Linked DNA regions of Mus musculus: region 2 is linked to region 1. The links are chromatin contacts, called in public promoter capture Hi-C maps. All regions are on one chromosome and are shown on one strand. Each heading gives the region's core, a stretch centred on a gene start, on an enhancer-like site or on the middle of the called end of the contact. The rest is flanking DNA. Distances are from core to core; before and after follow the strand shown.

Evidence for each region. Promoter capture Hi-C pulls out the DNA fragments that hold promoters and counts their contacts.
Region 2: a contact with region 1 is called in a promoter capture Hi-C map of pre-B cells, with 4 times the contacts expected there. The contact joins the promoter of Chst10 here to the promoter of Ankrd39 in region 1. A contact is called at or near these places in 1 of 39 promoter capture datasets (pre-B cells) and 1 of 115 datasets of contacts at active chromatin or transcription factors (astrocytes).

The regions. Positions count from the first base shown.
Region 1 is chr1:36,542,013-36,548,525 of GRCm38.p6, reverse strand. It overlaps Ankrd39 (ankyrin repeat domain 39), which reads left to right and starts at 1,274. Exons shown (of 4, transcript NM_026241.4): 1 at 1,274-1,440; 2 at 5,661-5,764; 3 at 6,464-6,513. The coding sequence starts at 1,341.
Region 2 is chr1:38,895,444-38,902,548 of GRCm38.p6, reverse strand. It overlaps Chst10 (carbohydrate sulfotransferase 10), which reads left to right and starts at 4,389. Exons shown (of 7, transcript NM_145142.2): 1 at 4,389-4,659; 2 at 6,493-6,612. The coding sequence starts at 6,591. Gm51581 reads right to left here and starts at 5,939. Exons shown (of 3, transcript XM_030243909.1): 1 at 5,894-5,939; 2 at 4,916-5,147; 3 at 3,599-4,832. The coding sequence starts at 5,939. The coding sequence ends at 4,199.

The sequences.
Region 1 (6,513 bases), core at 25-2,524:
GTTTTCCCACAGTGATGCCTATGGGACTGGGAGCCAGAGCAGGGCTACTCTGCTTGGGAGCTGGACTTGGCCTGGTGCCACAGGGAAACAAGGCAGAGCGTTCGGGAAGAGGAGGAGAAGGAGACGGTCTTCCCAGAACTATAGGGAGGGTGAGCAGGGAGTCAGGGGCTGAAGGAGAGGCTTCTCAAGTTGTGTGGACAGTGTCTTTATAAAGATGGAGATTAGGACAAGCTCCGTGGGAGGGGAAGAATGCTAGTCTCGAATGTCCTATCTGGGTAGGGATAGTCCCCTATTGCCACCCAGTCAGTATCAAGCCCTTGTCTTAGTGAGGGAGTGGTGTAGGCCCAGATGTTCCTGGGAAAAACAACAGGCCCAGCCTGGATTCATTTCTGAGCGCCCTTAATGAGAGCTGCCTGCCAATCGGATTTCGAGAAGGAAAATAGGAAGGAGGAAAAAAAAAAGACATTTTAAGATTTTGTGTTGTGCTAAATTTGATGCTGTTGTTGGCTGCAATTTGGACACACCTGGTTTAGATCAATCTAACCGGTACATAGGAACAGAGACCACAGTGAGCTCTCTGCCCACCCTTAGCTGCCACCCCACCCCCCACCCCCCATACACTTGGATGACCCTTGAGCAGGCTGCTGTTTCCCTGAGTGTGGGTCAGAAGAGGCTGGGAAATACTTGAGTGTGTTTCCCTTAGCTCAGTTGTCTGCCCAGTGGGTGTTGGCAACCAGCGCCCACTGAGTGGGCAGAGGCTTAAGCACAAAGGTGGTCTACCAGGTCCTTGCCCTCAGGCCACCTGCTTCCTGATGGATTGCTAAAGAACGAGGGTCAGAGTGTTAGTAGCTTTCTGGCGGGTCACTGATCTGACCATGGATGGCCTACAGCTCAAGTGATGCTTGGGAGATGAGAGAGGGACTATGGGCCGCGTCTAGAGTCCTTGTGCCCTGGGGAACCTGCGAGGCCTCGGTTCTGGCGAATGCGACATAAACACTACCAGACAGGCCAAGCTGCCTGGTCCCCTCACCCTACAAGGCGAGGCTGCACGAACTGTCCTGCCTCCTCCCGGGGAGCTCAACGGATTCCCGAGCCTTTGCTCTTCCTTGTGCTTAGTTAGCCTTGGGCGCCCTCCCGTGGTAGCAAAGCAGCAAGGCTCAGTCTATCCAGCCACACCTCACCACTTTCATTGGTTGCTAAGCTAAGGTCTAAATGCAGGATTGGTTGGCCTGGGGCGAGGAGGCGGGACTCGAAGGTCAACTACGGACGTCGAGTGGTCAACCTGGGACGGAGGGGTGGGCATTTCGTAGGAGCGCTTGGCTGCAGTCCCGGCCGCCGGGATGGCGGCGCCGCACCTTTGCGCGGATGGCTCCTGCTGCTCTCACCCTAGTGCGGTGCCCGGGGTACAGCAGACGCTGGAGGAGATGGACTTCGACAGGGGTGAGAGGGGTGAGGCGGCCGCGTTGCCGGCGGCGGGCAATCTCCAGCCCCATCTCCGGGAACGTGGACTGAAGGAGGCCTCGAACCGTGTTTGGAGCTTCCGGGCCTGGTGCAGGAAGGCTGGCTTCAAAGCGTGGCAGGAAGCCCCTCGACTACTCCGTCTCGAGTGCGGACGGGTAAATTGAGGCATTGGTTTCTGAACTGGGTCTGGAGACCAACCCAGCTAGGAGACAGCCTGGTCAGGTGACAGAGGAGCTAGGGAAAGAATCTGCAGTTGGTGGTTCGTATCCACCGGGGAGGTCAGGGCAGCTGGCCCTTGCTGCTCTCGGGTGTGAGTGTACAAGTTTTAGCAATGACAGTGATCTCGAAAGATTTACTGTGGAGCGCAGGGGTGTGACTGTTTTGTCCAAAATCATACAGAGATTTTGCTATTAGCAGTGGTCCCTGTTCTTCTGTGCCGGTTACCATGTTATCCCCAGGAACAGGTAGTTTGTGCAGTTGTAGCAAGGTTGTCATCAGTGTAGGGCTGATGATACGGAACACTTGATGGTTACCATAGGAATGGCTTCCTAGCGGGCGGCGTTTCTCTACACCTCTGCTACCCCCATCTTTTGGACTAGGGACATAATAGGACTCCCCGCTTCCTCCTCTTGAAGTGTTTTCTCCGCTGTACCTTTAGAAAATAACAAATGAGATGATTACATTTACGCTTTTTTTAATTTAAAGACTATTTATGTGCATTTAGCTCCTGGAGGCCAGAATAGGGCTTCAGATTCCCTGGAATTGGCAGTTACAGATGTGACCAGCTGAGAAACAACCCTGGTCCTTTGCAGAGCAGCCAGAGCGCTCTCTCTCTCTCTCTCTCTCTCTTTTTTTTTTTTTTTTTTGAGACAGGGCTTCTCTGTATAGCCCTGGCTGTCCTGGAACTCACTTTGTAGACCAGGCTGGCCTCGAACTCAAAAATCCGCCTGCCTCTGCCTCCTGAGTGCTGGGATTAAAGGCGTGCGCCACCACCGGCCTGGTGCAGACAGAACTCTTAACTGAGCCGCCTCTCCAGCGCCTCCTATTGCGTTTAGTTCCCCAAGCCAGACTGACTGTTGTGTTTCTGTACCTCTTTATGGTTCTCACCCTTGCAGCCATCACCCTTATGTTTCTAAAATATGCAAGCCCTCTGTCCGATGACATGGTCTGTTTTGTTTGTTAGTCCGCTTCAGGCTGACTGAGGCTTTCCCGCCAGCATTCAGTTCTATGGCACTTCTTCAGGGACCCCCCTTCCTTAGAGAGTCCTCAACCTGGGGACAATTATGCCCAGTTTAGGTCTAGAGATATTTTTGTGTGTCACAGCTAATCTGACCCGCACAGGTTGGCTCCCCACAACAGACATGATCTGCCTCAAAATGTCAGCCCTTCCTGTGTGGAGGAAGAAACCTTGTGGTATTCAAAGCCCTGGCATTTCCACTCTGGTTACCCTGTTACCTTAATGCTTTGCTCTCTTTGTAGCAGTTTGGACTGACTCAAAGGCTGAGACGGGAAGGTCACAGTTCAAGGCCAGTTCAAGGCAGAGCATGTTAGACACTTTGTCTCAGAAATTGTTTGTTATCACCTGCTGCAATTTTATCAGCTTATTCTTTTATTTATTTTTCACATGTGATAAAGATACCTATTATGTGAATTTTTTTTTTCTGTAAAGCATGGGGTTTATTTATTTATTTTTTTAGTTTTGAATTAAATCTGTTTTGGTGACTTTCTTTGTGTATGTATGTGTGCTATGTTTTGTTTTGTTGGTCCATCTCTCCCCACCCCACAACCACAGGGTCTCACTATATAACTCTGGCTGTCCTGGAACTCATTTTGTAGATCAAGCTGGCCTCGAACTCACAAAGTGCCATCTGTTTCTGCTTCCCTGGTGCTGGGATGAAGGTGTGCACCATTACTGCCTGGCCCTAGCAACTAACTACTCTTGACTACTGAGCCATCTCTTTGATTACATCTTTGATTACATATATATATACATATACATATATATATATATCACAAGTAAAAAATATACAGTATATATAATTATATATATACAAATTATACAGCCATCTCTTTGATTACAGATATATATGTGTATGTGTGTGTATATATATCACAAGTAAAAAAATAAACAAAAATATAATTATTTATATATACAAATTATATATGCACACACATGTTTAACGTATATGACTGTTTTGCCTGTATGTATGCACTATGCATATGCCTGGACAGGAGATTGGATCCCCTGAAGCTGGAGTTACAGATGGTTGTGAGCCACCTTATGGGTGCTAGGAATCAAACCCAGGTCTTCTGAAGAATGAGTTTCATCAGAGCAACAGTTCCTGAACCAGCTCCTCTCCGGCTCTCCAGCTCTGGTTGTTGTTGTTTTGATTTTTTTTTTTTTTTTAGATTTTTTTAAAAAATTTATTTATTATATCTAAGTACACTGTAGCTGTCTTCAGACGCATCAGAAGAGGGCATCAGATCTCATTATGGATGTTTGGGAGCCACCATGAGGTTGCGGGATTTGAACTCAGGACCTTAGGAAGAGCAGTCAGTGCTCTTAACCATTGAGCCATCTCTCCAGCCCCCTTGTTTTGATTTTTTGAGACAGGGTCTCACTGTGTAGCTCTGGCTGTCCTGGCACTCATTCTGTAGACCAAGCTGTCCCTGAACACAGAGATCTGCCGGCCTCTGTCTTTACAGGCCTCTGGCATTACAGGCGTGTGCTACCATGCTCACATCATGGTTATCTTTATTTCTGTATAATTCTCATCTCTTCAACCAGTATCTTTCCCATTTGTGGGAGCAGAAGAAACCCTGAGTGAATGTGTGTTACCGACATGAGCAGGACATGCTAAGGACCAGAGCCTCAGACCTATAGGGAAATGGCACCTGCACACACACTCACACACCACACACACACCAACACCAGGGGTGGGTCCAGGCTCAGAGGGGCAGTAAATCCTTCCTCTGGTCCATGTGCAGATGTTGACAATATGTGTAGAAAATGCCCACCATTTCTCCCCCTGAGTGTTTTTTACCTGAAGGCTGCTCCCCTGCAGAGACCGCTCCTACTGAGATTAGCTACAGCTGCCTCCTTGTTCATCTGTTTGTAATAACCCCACCTCCTTGTTCATCTGTATACAACCCCACCTCCCTCTTCGGCTGTATTTCCATAACCTCACCTCCTTGTTCGTCTGTCTATAATAACCCCGCCTCCTGTTCGGCTGTCTGTAACTACTCTGCCTCTTTGATACAATGACCTTGATTATCTGTTCAACTGTTTCTAATAACCATGCTAAGCTTTTGGGATACTGTAGATTTCCTTCAGAGTCCACCAGTCCCAGCTTCCCCACTTCTCTGTGTGTCTGGGCTCCAAGTTCCTGGGGCCATGCAAGGACATGGTGCCCGTTTCCGCCACTTCCATCTTGCGTACCTCTCTGAAATTCCTTTTGGAAGTATGTTGGTCTGTGTTCTCTCCCCTGTTTTCTTGTCTCTTTTACCCGTGCTTTGTGCTGCATTGTGTGCAAAGCCTAAGCTACTAGTTAATTCTCTCACCCACTGGGTTTGTAGCATTGGTTGACCTATTTGTGATCATTTCATTTCAATAACTGTACTCAGTTTGTGATTAGGACATGTTGGGTGTCAGGGTATGAGCTCTGATGTCAGAGGGCACTTGCCAGAGTCAGTTGTGCCCTTCCACTGTGTAGGTGGAGTGGATTGAACTCCGTTAGTCAGGCTTGGCTCTTTACCTGCTGAGCCGCTGTTCCTTGATCAGCTGTTTTGAGACATGGTTTCTCTGTATAGCCCTGGCTGTGGTGGAATTCACTGTGTAGACCAGGCTGGCCTCGAACTCAGAGATCCACCTGCCTCTGCCTCTCTGCCTCTGCCGGGATTCAAGGCGTGCACTGCCACCCCTGCAGCTGCCCCTACCGCCCGCTGCCCCTGCCGCCGCTAGCACCAGCTGCCCGGGCAGCAGCAACTATCCCTTTTATGATAGCTCCAGATTACAACAGTCTTAGCATGGGTTTCTGACCTGCTTCCTGGGGGTAATATAGATACAGCATTCCAAGCTTTACCTTACAGATGTTGAAACTTCAGTCAAAAGGTAGAAGAAATGCTTTAAAGAAATGGGAATTAAAAGAAACAAATATCACCATGCAACACTGCTCAGCGCTTTGACTGTCTTTCTGCAGGAATCTGGTCGGCTGCCCTGAATGGAGACCTGGGCCGTGTGAAGTATTTCATCCAGAAGGCCACAGACCCTAGCCAGCCAGATTCTGCCGGCTACACCGCACTGGTGAGCTCTGGGAAAAGGCCTTAACTCCGTCCGGGCTGCTGCTCTCCCTTTATTTCCAGCCAAACTCTTGTCTCTCTGTGCCTCTGTCTCTCTCCCCCCAGCCCCCGTGAGTGCGTGTGTGCGTGCCTGTGTATGCATGTGTATGTATGCGTGCCACCATGTGAGGTCTGGGCCTAGAACTTAAGCCCTCAGACTTGGTGGTAAGTACTTTCACCGAATGGGTCATCTCCCTGGTTCACTGGTTTGGTTTGGTTTTTGGTGGTGGTGGTGGTGGTGGTGGTTTTGGTTTTGGTAAGGGTTCACCCTCCTGGGTACTGAGAATCTGTATTAACGTATGCCACCTCGCCTAGCTTTAAAGTTTATTGTTTTGTCTCTTGAAATAGGCTCTCACAGAACCAAGGTTAGCTTTGAACTATCTGTGTATAAAGGGTGACCTTGATCCCCCTGCCTCCTCTGAAGGGCTAGGATTCCAGACACAAGCCCGTGCCACCGTGACTGATAAACACCCTCCCCCCACCCTCCCCACCTACGCTGAATCCTTAGACACCCTCTTTTCCCTTTCAACTTTGGTCCCATCCTGAGCAGCTGGGTATTTTAATTAGTGGAAGGGCACAGTGTTTCCTCCCTGGCTCTCGGCATCCCAGTGCCCTGCCACCTGCCAGGACTCTGCCATCTGACTGCAGTCTCTGATCCCTGCAGCACTACGCCAGCCGCAACGGGCACTATGCTGTTTGCCAGTTTCTGCTGGA
Region 2 (7,105 bases), core at 3,140-5,639, 2.4 Mb before region 1:
TGTGTGTGTGGTGTGGTGTGTGTGTGTGTGTGTGTGTGTGTGTGTGTGTGGTGTGTGTGTGTGTGTGTGTGTGTGTGTGTGTGTGTGTGTGGTGTGCCAGGTTGTAAGGACAGGACACTGAGCCACTGAGCTTCCAGAACTTCCATGAGTTCTCCAGGCAACTTACTTTTCAGCCCTTAGATTTGCTCTTCTGCCTCTAGACTCGCCTCAGGAACCCAGAGGTTTTCATGGCGGTTCCATAACAGAAGCTCCGTCCGTTCACTCAATCTCCCACCCCTCTCAACCTTCTCACATGATAATGCTCACAGTCCCTGCCTCCTAGTCAGGCAGTCTTTCTGGAAAACAGCTCCACTTGAGCCCAGCTACAGTTGTTTAACTAGAACAAAAGGCACTCCCACTTCCCAGGAGGCCTTAAAGGAGGTAGGATCTTCCCTTAGAAAGCAAAGGCCAAGCAAGCATGCCTTCCTCACATGATACCATTGTTCTATCTATCATCTATCTATCTATCTATCTATCTATCTATCTAGTTATAATACTACCAGTCTCAACAGAAAAAAAAATGGAATCTTACTAAATTCACAGTGGTGGATGAAAATATTCCAGAATATTTTGTGTTTAAATATTGTGTTTAAATTAACACAAGATATTACATTTTATCACTGGCAAGGAATATCACTCATTTTCTTTGAAATGACAAACCCATCTCGTTCATTTAGGAAGCGAAGTGCCCGTTCTACCGCTCAGATTCAGTAGCCATAATTTAGGAATTACTTGGCAAATGGGATGGCGCTAAGATGCCTTTGAGGTGATCACATGATGTCCTGGGCCCAAGAGCCAGCTCCAGAAGAGGTGTTTACACAGACATGCATGGCCTCCAGACAACCTCCACCCTTTGCCTTGAGGTAGGATTCCTGTGTACTTCTCATCTGTACGGCTAGTTTTTGTCAGAGTGACAAAAATCTGGGAAAAGGGTCTCTGTGAAGAATTATTAAGCTCTGTTGGCTTGTTGGTAGGTCTATAGAGGATTGTCTTGATCATGTTAATTGGGGCGCATGGGGGGGGAGTTTTTTTGGGGAGAGAGACTTGCCCATTGGAATGCACACAGTTCTCTGGGTTTGGGTCCTGAACTCTATAAGCATAAAAAAGGGCAATGAGCCCAAGGAAGCACCCCTGACTTCATCCTCTCTCTGCTTCCAGACCACTGAGGCTGAGGAGGATGACCAGCTGACCTCGAGTTTCTCCTGCTGGGATGCATTCCGTCTCTCTGGAATGATAAGTCAACACAAAGCCGTTTTCCTTGTCTTAGTTATGTTTCTATTGCCATGATAAAACATAGTGACCAGACAACTTGTAATATATAAAGCATTTAATTGGGAACCCACAGTGCCATAGAATTAGAGTCCATGACCATCATGTCTGGGGACATGGCAGCAGGTAGGCAGGTAGGCAGTAGCTGAGAGCTGATGTCTGATCCACAAATACACAGAGAGAGAAATAACTGAGAATGATGTGGGCTTTGAAACCCCAAAGCCCACCCTCAGTGACACACCTCCTCCAAGAAAGCCACACCTCCTAATCCTTCCCGAATATTTCTACCCATCGAAACCTCTACACTCTTTTAATTCGTTGCTTTTTTTTTTTTTTTTTTGGTACAATACACTTATTTTCCATACACTGCTGAGGGTTCAACTAGACTTAATTTTATAAAAACACAGTTCAAGGTACAGACTCTCACATATAAATCAAGCAGGAGATAAAATGGCTCCACAAAAGAGAGTCTCAGCAGCTTGAGTCAGGCTCGGAACTGGTGCTGTGCTCTGAGTAGATTTCTTGCCGGTACGTCCTCGGAGCCATGGATTTCCCCAGCACTTAGCAGAACATGTTCAAGGGGTTGTCAAGGTTGTGTTCTCTTAGTGTGCTCTGCTTAGGGAGAAAGATGGTCCTGGTAACAGACAGGTCAGACCACTTGTTTGGGGATGGCCAGGCAGATGTTGGAGTGGTTGCAGGAGTGAGGAACTTCACTGTGGATGTGTGGTGAGGGAAGCCATTGGGGATCTCCAGGGATCTCCCTTCATTGAATCAGCTTCATGGATGGTTCCTGTTCATTTGAAAACAATTGTCTGAATGGCTCCTGCTGTAGCCTGTTGTTCACAGGAATTGGGAAGCGCAACAGGTGGACTTTGCAGAAGTGGGCAGCAGCTGGGTCACCTTTCAGGAGTCCATTCTGCTGGTGCTAGCAGGAGGCCCTAAGTTGCTTTATTATTATTATTATTATTATTATTATTATTATTATTATTATTTTGTCACAGCAAAAGTAATGGCTCTAAAACACCACAGACCACAGGACCTATCACGCTTCCTAGAGGACAGCCTCTCTCCTGTGAGAATATGGTGTGTAGTGGAGAACTGTCTACTGCTCTTGTTTTTAGAAGAATCTGTTAGCTAAACTATAGGACTCTTAACCCACAACAAGACAGTATGGAGATACAACTGTAGCAGGAACTGCAAGGCTGAGTGGACCATGGAGCTGAGTCATCTTATACCCAGCGGTGTCAGACAGAGGCTGTCTTTTAATGTCCTGACTCAAGTCAAACATGAGCTCAGGTCTCACTGGGATCTTTGAATGAGACAGAGCCTGCTTCTTGGTTCAGGCAGGCTTACCTCAAAGAATTAAGGACCTAGAGACTCAACAGCCACCCATGCCACTCAGAGCCAGTGGATCCCATTTAACATTGCAAAGAATGACCAGCAAGGACAGGACAGTAGAGAAAAGCTAGCAAATCTTTATTGAGGCAGACAGAGATGCAGAGAACTCACAAGGAATTTGCCAATGTGGCCTTGGCTGGATCCCCTTTTATACTCAGAAATTAAGCCTGATTGGGCAGAGCTGAGAGGCTCCTGTCTGTCTGAAGTGAATGGATGTGGAAGAGACTGGCTCAGGGTGGGGGGAAGGTAAGAGACAGGTCAAGGCTCAGGAAAAGCCTGATGGTAGGAGGCCAGCTGAGGAAGACCCACCAGAAGTTCTGGGGGAACAGAGGAGGGGTGGCAAGATGAGGGAGGGACTGAGGAGTCAGGAGGTGAGGTGGGCAAGGGCTGGCCAGCCATTGTCAGGACAAAAGTCAGTCATAATCTTCATAAATTGGGCCTTTTAAAAGTCACAGCTTCTGAGTGAAACGTACAGAAACTGGACTTCTGAATCACACAGAAGCTGTCTTCTCGGAGCCTGGCCCAGTACTCCTGGGCAGGAGAACAGCCTTGGAGATAATGGGGTCTACTCCCCATTCACTGTCTGTGTTGTGTTCCTGGGGAGGCTTCCTGTCTGCAGATGACTCCTTCTGACTGAGATAAGTTCACTGAGAAACCAACCCTGCCAGTTTGTAAAAGTTTTTCTCCAGACATTTCTTAACCAGTTCTCTCTCTCTCTCTCTCTCTCTCTCTCTCTCTCTCTCTCTGTGTGTGTGTGTGTGTGTGTGTGTGTGTGTGTGGAGAGAGAGAGAGAGAGAGAGAGAGAGAGAGAGAGAGAGAGACATTCTCTGTGTAGACCTGGTGGAAGTTGCTCTGTAGACCAGGCTGGACTAGAACTCAAGAATTTGCCTACCTCTGCCTCCCTATACTGGGATTAAAGTGAGCCACCATGCCCAGGTAACCAATCAGGGTTGTTAAGAAACTATGAATGGGGCTGGAGAGATGGCACAGCAGTTAAGAGGTGGTACCACCTTTGCAGAGGACCTGAGTTCAGTTCCTAGCACCCACACTGAGTAACTCACAATTCCCTCTTAAGTCTTGCTGGAAGGGATCCCACACTTTTCCTGACTCTGTGGGCCCTATATTCAAGTATACACACCCACACAGAGATGCAAACATAAAAATAATAAAAGTAATTTTAAAAAATCTATGGATAGAGGAAGGTGTGGTACCTAGCATTTACCATGCCCTGCATCCCTGAGGCTGAGAAAGGAGGATTGCCTCACGCTGGAGTCCAACCTGAGCTTCGGAGTGAGTTACAGGTAAGCCTGCACTCCATTGAGGCATGGTCTTTTAAAAAAGAAAAAACAAAATAAAACAGAATAGAAACAAATGCAAATAACTAAGGAAGAATAAAGATTTGTACTATACCAAAGCTCAAGCGATCTGACCTTTCCTCAGGTCAAAAAAAATTTTTTTTTTTAAAGAATGATTGTTGATCTACTTATGTGTTTCATTGTCGTTGACATTGTTGCGTTTTCCTAAGTTTTGGATTTCCTTTGCCTTCTCCAAGGTGTTTTCTGCGCGGTGCGGCTGGGTTGCTGCATCTGTACAATTTCTCCACAGGCCAATGGGGACCAGGAGGCCTGGGATGGTGGGTGCGCGGTGCGTCCTCCTGGCTTCCTGCAACGTGGACGCGCGCGCGCGTGCACAGCGGTGGCGGCGACGACGCGCAGGACCAGGCCCACACTCCCGGGCGGCAGTGGGCGGCGGTCTTGCACCCCGAAGCTCGCACGCGCCCGGCTTCCTCCTTCCGGCGTGGCTGCACCCCTGCACCCTGCAGGAGGGTAGGCGGGTAGCGGTGCGGAGGTCTGGGCAGAGCCCGCCTCCGGGGCTCCGGGGACGCCCACAGGCCCCGCGAGGCCCGAGCAGAGCGCCAGCGGCTGGGAGGAGCGCGAGCGCCGATGTACGAGGGTGAGCTGGGAACTCGGGGGTGGCGGGTCTCAATGAAGTGCTGTCCCCCACCCCTTTGCCGGGTAGACAGAAGGGTGGTGGACTCGGTTTTCCTCAGCGAGCTACCTCGGTGTGTGCTGTGGCGACTTAAAGACGTCCCTGGATGGAGAGATTCCTGGGAAGAGCCTTCATCACTTAATTATGCAACGAGGCGGCGTCCTTGTGCTGGATGCAGTGATGAATGGAATCGATGATACTTGAACCATCCATCGTCTACCTTTGCCACCCTGGGATGGAGACTTGCGTTTGTAAATGTGGGGTGGGGTGGAAAGAGGAGAATGTTTTCCCACTTGGGTCCCAGGAGCGTGCTGGGAAGGAGGACTGGAGGGAGGAACCTGTGCAGCCTTTGCGAAGGAGCGCACGGTTGAGCGCGGCTCCCGGGGCGCTAGGGGAAGGAGTTCTGCCTGCGAGCAGGTCCTGCTTGCTGGCCCATACCTTCACCAAGAGGTCTGTCAGAAGTTGGAGGTCTAGGCATCAATTACTGCACTTTCTGGCTGGAAAGATGAAACAGGTTTTCCAAAAGCTGGTGCTTTTTCGTTCTCCAAGTCTATTCAAGGCAGGAAAGGGCAGGGCAGTGAATACAAAGTAGCTCAGCCAGGCAGGTTCTGGTTAGCCACAAGGAGTTGGGTTTTTGCGCTGGTCTATTGGAACTGCCAGAGCAGGATATGTCTTGAGACATTCTTAAAGTGAGACAGCTCAGCTTCGTTCCCGCTTGCTGATCACTAGCCACGACTTCATCTTTTCTAAGTGACTGGGTTAAAAAGAAAAGACACAAAGAGAGAAATGACTTTCTACCTTCAGTGGTCCCCAGGATAATTAGGACATAGTTTATCTTAAAGCAGAATTGGAGTTTCAAGATGAAAAGAAAAATCTTCACATGTTTGCTCTTGACCCTCAAGAACAGAAGAAATTCCCAAGAAAGCCGCCCCCTCCCGGAAAGGAAAATAGAGTTTTGTTTGTTTGTTTGTTTGTTTTGTTTTTGCAAAGTTGAACAAAGAGCATCAGAAAACACTTGCAAGTATTCTGTGCCACTTGCAGTAATATTTGGGTCCGTTTTGAAGAATTAGGAGAGAGCCAGGAGTACGGTGGGGAGAGAGGACTGACTATATAAGACCCTGAACTTGAGATCTTCTGAACCAGACAGTTTTCTCATCACACAGTCTGGAATTGCTTAAGCTATGTGAGGCGAACTTACCATTAATTTTAATACTGAGGTTTTCCTGTTTTAGAATAAAGGCCATTGTTTGTTTATTGTGCCAACAGCCCTACCTATGATTTCTCTAATGCCACCAGGTTGACGTTTATTCCATTATTCATTTATCAAGTGACGTTTGTCTAGAATCTGCCAGATGCTAAGGCTTGACAGAACCCAGAGTGTATCTGTCATTGGAATAACTCATGGTTCTGTATAAAAAATTATTTACCCAACATTTAGCAAATAAAACAGTGGAATTGGATTATTCATGATAAAATATATTTCATTAATAATTTTAATTTTCTTACTGAATCACAGAGATGGTTCTTAAATAGCTGGCTCTTATGCCACATTTGAAATACATTCTTGCTTATCAAGAAATACAGACGCTACCTGCTTTTTGTGAGGAACCTGTTCTAGAAAATATGCATGAATATTCCAACTGACTGTTTCCCATAGAAACTAAGTTATATTAAGAAAATTGACCTAACTTTGAGGGGTGGTTTTGGTCTTTTGTTTTTGAGATGGGGTTTATGCAGCCCGTTCTGACTGCAAGCTGTGCAGCCGAGGATGGCCTTGAATTCTCACTGTTATTTCAGACCATCCCACACAGTGACAGAGGGACCATAAACCTCAAGAGGAACAAGTCCAGCTTGGCAATGTGACGCCTCCAAACCCAGGCCGCAGATGGTCCGTGATGGAAAATGTGAACCCATCAGGTATTTAAGATCATGGCTTTTCAATATCTGTAGTGCCTCCTGTCTCTCCGATTTAGACATCTCAGGGACATAAGCCCCTGCTGATGGCTGTGTATGCACACACTCAGAAATGGTTCCTGAAATGGCGTGCATTGCAGCTAGTGCTGGCTTCATACCCGATGTACAGTCTCTGGACACTCTCCCTTACTCCAAGCTTCTGCCTCCACCACTCTTGTATCTCTCACTGGACAGAGTTAGGATGTTTTCTTCTGCTAACCAAGGACAAGCGCATCCTTCTAAGGCAGGGTTGGGAGGACGGCAGTGGAGAAGACAGAGGGGAATTCTGAACTACGGTCCAGAAGATCATGCACTGTGAATTTAGAAGCTCAATGGCCTGTGATAGAACTCTCGATGTAGACACATGCATACACTGTTCTGTGCCTTAATAAGTTGTAGTTTGATAAATTTGTTGCTACGTCACAATTCAAAATTGAAAAGTATGGGAGGGCGGGTA